2 separate regions of the Rattus norvegicus genome follow, and region 2 is linked to region 1. A link is a contact called in public Hi-C data. All regions are on one chromosome and are shown on one strand. The core of a region is the stretch at or near the end of the contact, and the rest is flanking DNA. Distances in the headings are between cores, read along the strand shown.

What was found. A called contact is a pair of places that touch in the nucleus more often than the background predicts.
Region 2: a contact with region 1 is called in a Hi-C map of kidney, with 2.4 times the contacts expected there. The contact joins the promoter of Vps25 here to the promoter of Retreg3 in region 1.

What each region holds. Positions count from the first base shown.
Region 1 is chr10:86,551,088-86,556,511 of GRCr8, reverse strand. It overlaps Retreg3 (reticulophagy regulator family member 3), which reads left to right and starts at 3,639. Exons shown (of 9, transcript NM_001135804.1): 1 at 3,639-3,908. The coding sequence starts at 3,670. Tubg1 (tubulin, gamma 1) reads right to left here and starts at 3,369. Exons shown (of 11, transcript NM_145778.2): 1 at 3,208-3,369; 2 at 2,793-2,905; 3 at 2,418-2,585; 4 at 564-632. The coding sequence starts at 3,256.
Region 2 is chr10:86,695,081-86,700,752 of GRCr8, reverse strand. It overlaps Vps25 (vacuolar protein sorting 25 homolog), which reads right to left and starts at 4,366. Exons shown (of 6, transcript NM_001173451.1): 1 at 4,288-4,366; 2 at 3,920-4,065; 3 at 3,104-3,157; 4 at 2,140-2,228; 5 at 1,279-1,354. The coding sequence starts at 4,340.

The sequences.
Region 1 (5,424 bases), core at 2,390-4,889:
AGAAAAAGAAGAGGGCATCAGATCTCCTGGAAGTGGAGTTATAGATGATCGTAAACCACCATGCTGGGTGCCGGGAACTAAACCCAGGTGCTTTGCAAGAGCAGTTAGTGCTTGTAACCACAGTAGCCATCGCTCTAGCCCTAATTTCCAACTAGACACATCCTGAATTGTGTTGGACTCTTGTCTTCCCAAGTCCCCTCACTGCCTAGGAGACTGTCTTCTCTTTAATAAGGCTTGGTGGCTTCTGTGAAATGCAACGATGAATGAGTTGGTCTTGTACCTAACAGGTAGCTTTTAAAAAATTGTTCTAATTAGTGTGTGTGTGTGTGTGTATGTGTGTGTGTGCACGCACGCCACTGTATGTGTGCAGAGTCAGAGCACAACTTTTTGGAATCAGTTCTCTTTTTCTACCATGGGTCTTACGGACCACACTTGGGTTGTCAAGCTTGAATGCAAGCATCGTCACCTGCTCAGCCATCTCAACGGCCCAGAGCAGGGGATTTCTAAATGGTGTTGCCAAGTCTCTACATGTCCACCTCCACTGACATTCCTGGGACACTCACCTCTAGGCTGTCACTGCCATCTGCCTCCCGATCAATGATGTCAAAAATGTCCTCGTGGATTTTTTCTCCCTGGACAGATATGGAAGAGGGTGAGGTGGGACAGGAATTGACCTTGACCTCAGTGTACCCACCATTGATTATTTATACACACACACACACACACACACGCATATGTATATGAGTACTCTATATGTATGCCTATATGACAAGAGACAGCACCACTCAGAAGAGGGCATCAGATCCCATTACAGATGGTTGTAAGAAACCATGTGGTTGCTAGGAATTGAACTCAGGACCTCTGTGCTCTAAACTGCTGAGCTGTCTGTCCAGCCCTCTGCCCTTGAGTCTTACATGCATCATAGCTGCCTTGCTTTGCACTGAGAGGTACTACAACAGTGGTTACAGGCAAGTAATTTACAACCCAACCAAGCTGATCTGTTCACACTCAGGTTTGAACTGCTGGAGCCCGGGTAGGACCTTGCTTATGCTAGCAAGGGCTCTACTTTCTTTCTCTCTCTCTCTCTCTCTCTCTCTCTCTCTCTTTTTTTTTTTTTGGGAGACAGAGTTTCATGTAGCCAAGGCTGGCATCTAATTCTCTGTTTAGCTGAGGATAACCCTCACATACTGGCTCTTCTGCTTCACCTCCAGTAAGTATCAGGCTGCCCAGTTTTTTTTTTTTTTTTTTTTTTTGTTCTTTTTTTCGGAGCTGGGGACCGAACCCAGGGCCTTGCGCTTCCTAGGCAAGCGCTCTACCACTGAGCTAAATCCCCAGCCCCCAGGCTGCCCAGTTTTATGCAGTGTTAAGGACTGAAGCCGCGGCTTCATACATCCTAGAAAAGCATTCTTTCTACCAATTGAAGTCACCTAGTCATGTGACTTCAGGAAGAGGGATCTATTTCAGTTTCCTCATTTATAAAATAAAGGTAAACAGAGGTCCACACTCCATCATGTAATATTCATGGTGCCAGCTATTTTTAGAAATCAGGGATTGGGGATTTAGCTCAGTGGTAGAGCGTTTGCCTAGCAAGCGCAAGGCCCTGGGTTTGGTCCCCAGCTCCGAAAAAAAGAAAAAAGAAAAAAAAAAAAAAGAAATCAAAATACTTCTGGTTCCGAAAGGTAGCTTTGTATATACAAATGTAAACTGCATATCAGCTGGGCAGTGATGGTGCACACTTTAATCTCAGCATCTGGGAGGCAGAGGCAGGTGGATCTTTGTGTGCTTGGGGTCAGCCTGGCCTACACAGTGAGTTCCAGGACAGCCAGGGCTACGCAGAGAAACCCTCTCAAAATAAAGAAATAAATATTCGGATTTAACAAAAAGACCACGTGAAGGCTGGGGATGTGATGTCTAGCTCAGCAGTGTAAGTTTGTCTAGTGTGTGATGTTCAACACATTCCTAGAAGCTACAAAATAAACAATACTACCCATACAACGGTGGAGGTCTGAGATGTGCTATCAGATATGCTAATATTTCTGCAGTGAGACGTCTGATGACAGTGCATTGACTAGAAACATCAATGTAGCTTTCCCTATTGATTTTTGGTTTTGCTAAGCGAAGTCTGAAATATCTTTGGTTTCAGGTTTTTTTGAGTCTGAAAAAGTAGATAAAATATAAACTCACAGCGCCTACATCTAGGGTTAGTCAGAGGTTTGCAAAGCTAACATATAAAGTACTTAAATGGCCTGCAACAAGGGACTAGCTAGAATAGGTTCTTAGCCTTGCAGTTAGCTCCTGAAGCCAAGGCTATCTTGCTTCAGCACTCATGCTCCTCTGACCTAGTTTCATCTGTAGAAAAACCACAGGGTCTGTGCCCACCCAAGGAGTTGAGAGCCCTGCAGGAGAACAGTAATGACCTGGGAGAATCCGCTGGCCCAGTTGTTGCCAGCCCCTCCTCCATGCTCGGACAGGTAGATGTTCTCTGGGTTGTAGAGCTTGGCATAGGAGGAGTTGAGGATGGAATGGATCACCCGGGGCTCCAGGTCCAGCAGCACAGCCCGGGGGATGTAATGCTCATCGTCTGCCTGTCAAAGGGAAAGCCAGGATTGGCCCAGGGAGCTAGGATGAGTCAAGTCCTGAGTCCCCCAACTCTGGTTTCGGCAGGCCCTCCCTCAAGACAGCCATTCTGTTCCCATCTGCCCAGTGACTTTCCCAGTACCAGGTCGCCACCAGTACCTTCATGTCCCCAGGGACCTGGCAAGTCACTGGGGTGGGTTCGGGGGAGGGGGCACCTGGTAGAAAAAGACGTCCTTGCGGTCAGTGCCCTCGGTGGCGAACTCCTCTACGATGCCCTCGGGGCTGATGCCATGCTCAGCACATAGCTGTTTCCAGAACTCGAACCCAACTAAGAGAGGGAGGCGGGAGGAGAAGAAAAAGGATACGTGGGTCTGGGTAGGTTCCAAATAGCCAGTGGGGGATTGAACGCCTGAGTCTAGGGATCAAGATTATCCTTGGGACTTCCTAGTGTCTAGGCCAGCAACTGGACAAGGGAAGGTTCATAGGCTTTGGGCAGTTGGGTACAGGGTTGGAGGACGCCTTTGTCGGGGAGAACTAGGATTCTGAGGACAGACCGAATCTACGACCTTATTGCGAGGCCCTACTGCACCTAAGGAACCTGGCAGGCAGAGGGTCTGGAGGTTCGCTCACTCTGATTGCCGCACTGGCCCAACTGTAGGGTGATGATTTCTCTCGGCATCGCTCCTCAGACATAGGCGTTGCAGTCTCTCCCGCCAGCAACGCCGCCGACCGCTAGCGCGCTCGCCCGCAAGACGCAGGCGCTAGGCAATGCGCTCCACCCCTGATCTTTCCCCGCTCCAATGGGAGCTAAGCTCCGCAGATGGAATTTCCTCCTTCATTGGGCTTCAGTAGTGCAGGTTGCGCGTGCGCGGCTCCGAATCGCGCTCAGCGCCCGGAACGTATTTTGACGCAACATTCTCTTCCGTCCGGAGAATGCGCACAGGAGTTTATGCGCACGCGCGCGTGGGACGAACAGGCTTAGCAACTCCCTCTCCTTCCCCTCCCGGCCGCAGCTAAATCGCGCTTCTGCGCAGTTGGTGTTATTGTGACTGCCGGGCCGTGGCCCCGGATGTTGTGGCTGCTGGAGGGGAGATGGAGGAGGCTGAAGGGGTGGCCGCGGCCCCGGGTCCATCTTCGGGGTTGGCTTTCAGGGGCCGCCGAGCTATGTCCGGCTCCTGGGAGCGCGACCAGCAGGTTGAGGCGGCGCAGCGAGCCCTGGTAGAGGTGCTGGGGCCTTACGAGCCTCTGCTGAGCCGGGTTCAGGCAGCCCTGGTGTGGGAGCGGCCGGCCAGGAGCGCCCTGTGGTGCCTGGGGCTGAACGCGGCGTTCTGGTGAGAGACCTGGACCCTCGCTGACCCTACTAGGCGGGAATTCATCAGGTTGCTCTGGGGGGATCTATCTCTCACCTGCCCTGCCCTGTTTTCTTTCGCTGCCCTGACTGCTTCTTAAACTTGCCTTATGATGCTTCACTTTCCCCTACATCACGTCCGCCTCCAGGCTTTGGCACCCCGGGTGCTCGCAGTGCCTTCCCGATCTTCCCCGGTCTTCCCCGCTTTCCCCGCGCCCCCACTCTCGCCCCGGACACTCTCCACGAGCTTCTGGTAACATCCCAAGTCGCTCGCAGTAAGCCAGAGTGCCTCTTGTTAGCTAGAGAAAGCGATTTCACTTTGAGACTTATTTCCTCCGTTTCTCTTGCTTGTCCCAGTGTGATTCCCAGAGATTTTAACTTAGGGTGGGAAGAGAGGCAGCAGGACTTGAAAAATGGTACCCAGGGGTGTAGGAGGAAAACAAGCTTGAGCCGGTTATCATGGATTAGCATGTTAGATACTGTCTCACCCAGTCAAGTTGGTGAAGTCGGTATGGAGTTTCAGCTTGAAAGAAAAGTAGATGGTATTAAGAAGAAAAAGAATTACAGAACGCTGATGAGATTTCATTTGTTTCAGAGCCACTTAGGTTTGCAACTCTTCTCCCAAGAAATTAGGAAGACCTTAGCCATGGTTTAAGGCTCAAGGGGTTTGAGGGTATCTGAGAACCGTGGAGTCCCTTTAGCTGGACAAGTGGCTTTATGTTAAAGTGTGCGTTTCATTCATTGAATAATGAAACCACCTGGGAGTGGGGTTTGGCCCTCATCGAGTCTACCAACCATAGTTTGGGTTTATTAATAACCATAATACTGATCAAATTCCAAGGGAACTGACACGTGTACTGAGGCCTCTACAACCAAAAGAGATAAGACTATCTTGAATTACCTGAAAAAGCAAAAGTGTGTGTGTGTGCGTATGTATGTATGTATGTATGTATGTATGTTGGAGTTCTGGAGCTAGAACAGGCGACCTTGTGTATGCTGGGCAAATGTTCCAACAGTGAACTTCAGGCCACTGTCATCGGTTTTTGGTAATGCTTCTTTCCTGACCTCAGATACCAGCTTTCTCCCGTTCGTAGTGCTTGTCCAGGCAGAACATCCAGGAAAAAAGAAACCGATGTTTATTAAAGCAGTTTTTAGAATGCAGACTTCAGGTATACATCACAGGCAGTTCTGACTGAACCCACCCACCCTCCCTCCCTCCCTCCCTCCCTCCCTTCCTTCCTTCTTAAAAAGAATTAGGGTTTCATTACATAGCCCTAGCTAGCCTGGCACTCTGTAGATCAGGCTGACCTCAAACTGCCTCTGCCTCCCAAGGGCTGGGATTAAAGGAGTTCACCAGTATGCCTGGCTGATGAAACATGTTTTTTAAAGATTTGTTTTTATTATTTTAATTGTATGTGCACAAGTGTGCACCAGATGAGTTGCAGGTCTGTGGAGGTTCGAGGCATCGGATCCCCCTGGTGCTGGAGACGGGCGAGGGG
Region 2 (5,672 bases), core at 3,117-5,616, 140 kb before region 1:
GGGTGCCAAAGGCCAGCAGAGTATCTAGACCAGAGGTATGGGATGATACTCTTGGGAGATGCGAGAGGCAGCAGACAAGTCTTAACAGGCTTGCTCACTTCGGCCCCTGAGGGAGCCCAGCTCAAGTCAGGGAGTGAGCATTCTGGGGAAGCCTCCAGCTTTGCACAGGCTGAGTGGTGGGCTGGGCCAAGCTGTAGTGCTGAACTCACGGGGTGCTTGCTGGTGGGAACAGCAAGCAGAGGCCTGCAGGGAGGGGAGACAGCCAAGAGGTATAAAGTGCTGGATGGAGCAGTCACAGCCTGGCAGAAACCCCCACCCCCTTACCCTGGCAAAGACTGAAACCTTTGGTGATCCTGGGGATCAGAATAAAGAGTCACAGAGAAAGGGGCTAAGAAGGTGTTTACTCTATGCAAAAAATCAAAGGCCACACAAATCCTTGCCTGGCACAAACCCAAAGTTTTTAAATGGGCTGGGGGTGGGGCTGGGGGTGTTGGCCCAATACCTTCAGCTGACACCCAAAAATCTTGAGCTCTCTATAAGAAGGAACAGTGAAAGAGAGCTTGAGTCAGCAAGGAATGAAATTCCAAGCTTAATCCCCCACGCTGGTTCCTCAAGTGGCTTCTACAGCAACAACTCTGAACCTTCCCCTGAAACATCGTATAAAATGCACAAACATCCAACACAGAGTTGTTCTGCTTGTGCATTCAAGTGGTATGAAATGTTTAGATGAGAGTTTAAAAAGTTTTGCACTGGGCTGGAGAAATGGCTCAGTGGTTAAGAATACTTGCTGCTCTTACACAGGTAAAGGGTTCGGTTCTCAGCACCTACATGACAGCTCATGACAGTTCTAAGGGAACCCCTCAATGACCCCTTCTGGCCCCTATGGATAGGCACCAGGCATATATGTGGTGCATATACAGACATCCAGGTAAACACACACATAACATAAAAAAAAAAATCTTAAAATAAAACAAAAACAAAACAAAACAAAAAAACAAACCTTAGAACTTTTGCACTATGGAATTCCGAGACAGAAATGGTTAGTCTGAAGGTGCCTTAATCCGATACTGGTTGGGAGGTGGTGGCACTTTCATCCCAGAACTTGGGAGGCAGAGGCAGGCAGATCACTGAAGGATGGTTGCCAGCAGGGCCTGCCTGGTCTACACAGCAAGTTTCAGAACAGCCAGGGCTACACAGAGAAACCCTATCTTTAATAAATAAGACACTGGAGAAAAAGAGGGTTCTGATGAGAGAACTGGAAGAAGAAAAAGGCATTACCTTCCTCCTCTGTGTCTTCCCCACTGGTCAGTTCATACAGGGTGAACACAGAGTTATTCTGGCCACTCCTGGAAACCTGGGGGCACAAAGAAATGAGGGCTGAGCAAGGACCAAGAGTCTCCTGGGAGAGGGTGACCTTCAGCTCTACCTGTTTTTCTTCTCCAGGAATGGTGCCTGTACCCAAATCAGGACTGTCCCCTCTGCTGGGTCCTAGGCCCATAAACCCTACAGGCGCTATATCCGTATGTGTGCAGACACATTCAGAACCACCAAACCACAGCCTTTCACGTGTCTCCAAAGTGACCTCTCACTCTGGTTATTTTCTGTTCAGGAATGGGTGGTGTGTATTTGTTATATTTAGGCCGCTGATGCTTCCTCCCCTCCTCCTCTCTTGGGAATGTTTGGAGCTGGTGGTAAGTAGGAATTTGAGGGACAGAGTATTCTGTCGTCACACCCACACTGGTTCAGAAGGTCTCATTCATGTGGACAACGCCATGAGCGCACAGTGGGAGAGGGAACCCAGGTTTTTTTTTTTTTTTCCCTCCCTTCCTTTCCCCATTTATCTCCTGTGGCCAGAGGCTCCGGCCAACAATAGCACTCATGGTTCCCAGTATTGCATTCTCCAAACATGGCCTCACGCAGCCTCTGGCCTCCTACAGGCAAAGAAAGAGAGATTCTGTGCAGGAGAGACATTGCGTCACTGAAGGACGGTTGCCGTTGCCAGCGGGGCCCATGCTTCCCCTCTCACCCACTCCCCACTTTGCCAGGTCAGCATCTAAGAACGCCCGCTCTCTGTTGGGCACAGGTAACAATTCTTCATTGCCATGGGTCATTGCTCAGTGTTTAGCAGGGCGGCCTCACCCATTGATAAATGAGTTTCCCCCATTCTTCTGGCCTCCGCCACATGATCAGGAAGCTAGACTTATTCTTATCCAACCACTCGAGGTTCCCTGCAAAACAGATACCTATGAAGGAATCATGCTCTTCAAAAGGCACAGAGGCAAATGCCAACATTGGACAGGGTGGACAAGACTCTGCTTTCAGAACAAGAGATACCATATTTATTTTACCATTCTTATTTATATGGCATCCTGTTCTCCTTAGTCTATCTTTCTTAGGCCACAGAGGGATTTTAATTTTGTATACTAAGGAAGTGGGTAATAACTGGGCCATCTCACATCTCAGAATACTTGGGGTTTCAAGCTGGGGGAAACACACAAAACAAGTCATTAAATGGAGAGTTGCCCTGCTGTAACCTCAGAAAAAAACCCAAGTAGGAAGAAAAAAATGGGGGTGGGGGAGGGAAAGAGCTGGATAGATGGCCCAGTGGTTAAGGACACTGTTTTTCCAGACAACCTGGCTTCACATCCCAGCACTCATGTGTCAGCTCACAACTGTAACTCTAGTTCCAAGAGATCTGACACCTTCATACAGATATATATGAAGGCCAATACCACTGCACATTTAAAAAATAGTGTTGGGGGGTTGGGGATTTAGCTCAGTGGTAGAGCGCTTGCCTAGGAAGCGCAAGGCCCTGGGTTCGGTCCCCAGCTCCGAAAAAAAGAACCAAAAAAAAAAAAAAAAAAATAGTGTTGGGCTAGAGAGGTAGCTCAGTGGTTAAGAGCACTGACTGCTCTTCCAGAGGTCCTGACTTCAAATCCCAGCAACCATATGGTGGCTCACAACCATCTGTAATGAGATCCAATGCCCTCTTCTGGTGTGTCTAAGACAGCCACAGTGTACTCATATATATTAAAAATAAATAAATTAATTAAAAAAATAGTGTTTAAAAAAAAAAGACAGGTCTCTGAGGAACTGAACCCACCTTTCTTCCTCAGTTCTTCTAATACAATCTGAATCGACTCCACAGGAAGTTTCCCTGGTTTAAGGTTAAGGGGATGGGCTACATGTGAATTGGGTTAAATAAAAAAATTTCAAAAAAAAAATTTTTCAGAGTTAGGCTCATGATGAAGAGTCATCTAGGCCCCTCCTTTCCCTGCTATACATACATGCAATTCTTGAAGAAGATAGAAGTTTGCATTTCCTCAGTATTCTGGAAAGGAGGGTAAAAAGAACTAAGAGTTCTAGCAAAGTATGGTGCCATAGGCCTGTAATACCAGCTCTTATGGGATGGACAGAGGAGAATCACCAGCCCAAGGATGGGCTGGGCTATAGAGATCAGGTCTCAAAAAAGAACAAGAGTTTTAGAAAATAAAGGGTGTTACCCTTTCCTTCACTCTCTGCCCTTTTCTCCACAAATTTTACCTATGAATCAGACTGCAAAAATAAATGACCCTCACTTCCTGGGAGAGGTGGGGTTGAGTGCACAAGGTTATTAAAGATGGTTTGGGATTTGAGCCTCACAGAAAGGAGACTCAAATAGTTTTAAAGGGTCGAGTTTGTAAAGCATGGGACTTGACTTAAAAGACCCCAGCCTCATTGACTAGGGTGGGGTTGGGGGGTACTGTTTGCAAGAGTGCATATAAAAATGATTGTCTGCCATGTATTATAGCTCTTTCCCAAGTCCAGTTTGAATAGAAACCTGCCTACTGTGGGTAAAGGGAGGAGGGGAGATGCAGTCCGGGCATGTAGAAAAGTGTGGGAGTGTGTGTGGGCTATGGAAGAGCCTGAGGGAGGATACGCTGTAGCTTGACGTTGTTGAAGAGCGGGCTCTCCTGGGCTTCCATCACCGTCATGCTGGACTGTTTGTGCAGGCGGCAGAAGGACAGAACCAGAGAGCACCAGGCGGCCAGCTGCTTCTGCCGGGTGTCCACGTTCGGCTGTAACCTGCCGGGTGAAGGGAGTGGGACGCAGAATTAGAGAGTGTAAAACGACGGAAGCAGCACCAGCCCAGCAGCACATTAGGGAAGAAAGTGATGGGCTGGTTGGACGGAAGACGGCCGGCGGCTCCTTTCTCCCCCGGAACCCCAAGAGAATCATCAAGGATGAGCCCTGGGCCCCGGGGATGGGGAGGGAGCTACACTGAGCTTCTCAGGGTCTGAGCCTCACGTAAAGAAGGGCGGGAAGCGGTACTGCCACGGCCACTCGAAACTCATCGCCATCGTAGTAGCCCACAAAACCCGGAACCGACAAGGGGTTTCCGGTCTCCGCCTCAGCATGTCCGGGCCGCCAGCACAGCAGAAAGGTTCCGGACTCTTCTCGGGAGGAGCACAGCAGGATGAGAGTGGTCCTTGTCACTAGTCAATCTGCTGCTGTCTAAAGAAAAACTTCACCATGAAACGCAGAAAGAGCTCTGGGGTCTTTTGGTTAAACAAAGGAAAAAATAGTGACTAATGCAAACTGCGAGATCAGCCGAATGCAAGTAGAATCCACATCTGGAGGCTTCTTTACCTTCCTGTCAATTATCAGTTTAAACTCACGATTCCGAAATCTCCTGCATTCCCACCCAGATTGGCCTCACTCCTGTAGAACCACAGGAGCCTATTGTGTGGTTTGCATCACTATACGTGATTTTCAAAGGATCAAAACTTTTGGGTTTTTTTCCCAAAGAATCAAAACTAACATTTAGTTCTTAACCTCTCCCACAACCTCACCTTTCTAGACCCCAGATTTGGAATCCCTTTGGCTTCATCTGACTCATACCCAGCCTTTGTCTGTCTCTTTGCCTGCCTAAACTACCGGTCAGTTCGCAAACCAGAACTACTGTTTCCATTCTCCTGAGTACTTCCACTGCTGAGCTATGGAAAATTGCTGAAGACCAGCACATGTTTACTGAGACCCAGACTCGCTGACTAATCTCACTACTGGACTCTCAGGGGAGCGTTGTTGGATCTAGAAATACAAGTTTGGGAGTCTTCTGACATGACCTGCAATATGAACCCATTTGAGGGATGAGAGCGCTAAACAAAAGGTGTATTGAAAAGAAGGCTGACCTTGTGCTGCTAGGAAATGCTCACCTTTAAAGAGTAAGGGAAAACTGGGCTGTTTTCATTGGTTCCCTGTTATCCTCATTCAAGATAGTCTGTCTGTGTCTATCTTTCTGCTCCCTGCAGAATGATTATGAGACTCCCTTAATCTCTCTGTCAGGATGTTTAATTCATAGCTGCAAAGTTCCTTCCCATTATCCTTCCCTTTTCTTTGGACTCAGAAGCGTCATTCTTCCTTTATAAGACTTTGTAACGGGGTTGGGGATTTAGCTCAGTAGTAGAGCGCTTGCCTAGCAAAGCCCTGGGTTCGGTCCCCAGCTCCGAAAAAAAGAAAAGAAAAAGACTTTGTAACACATTGCCATCACTTATGCCTCTATTTCCATTTTCTTCAGGACATCACTGTCTTCATGCCTCTCTCCCTTTCTTTGTAGCTCAGTTTATTCCTATTTAAAAGCAATGTTAGTTGAGCATGCTTTTAATCCCAGGGCTCAACCTTTAATTCTACTG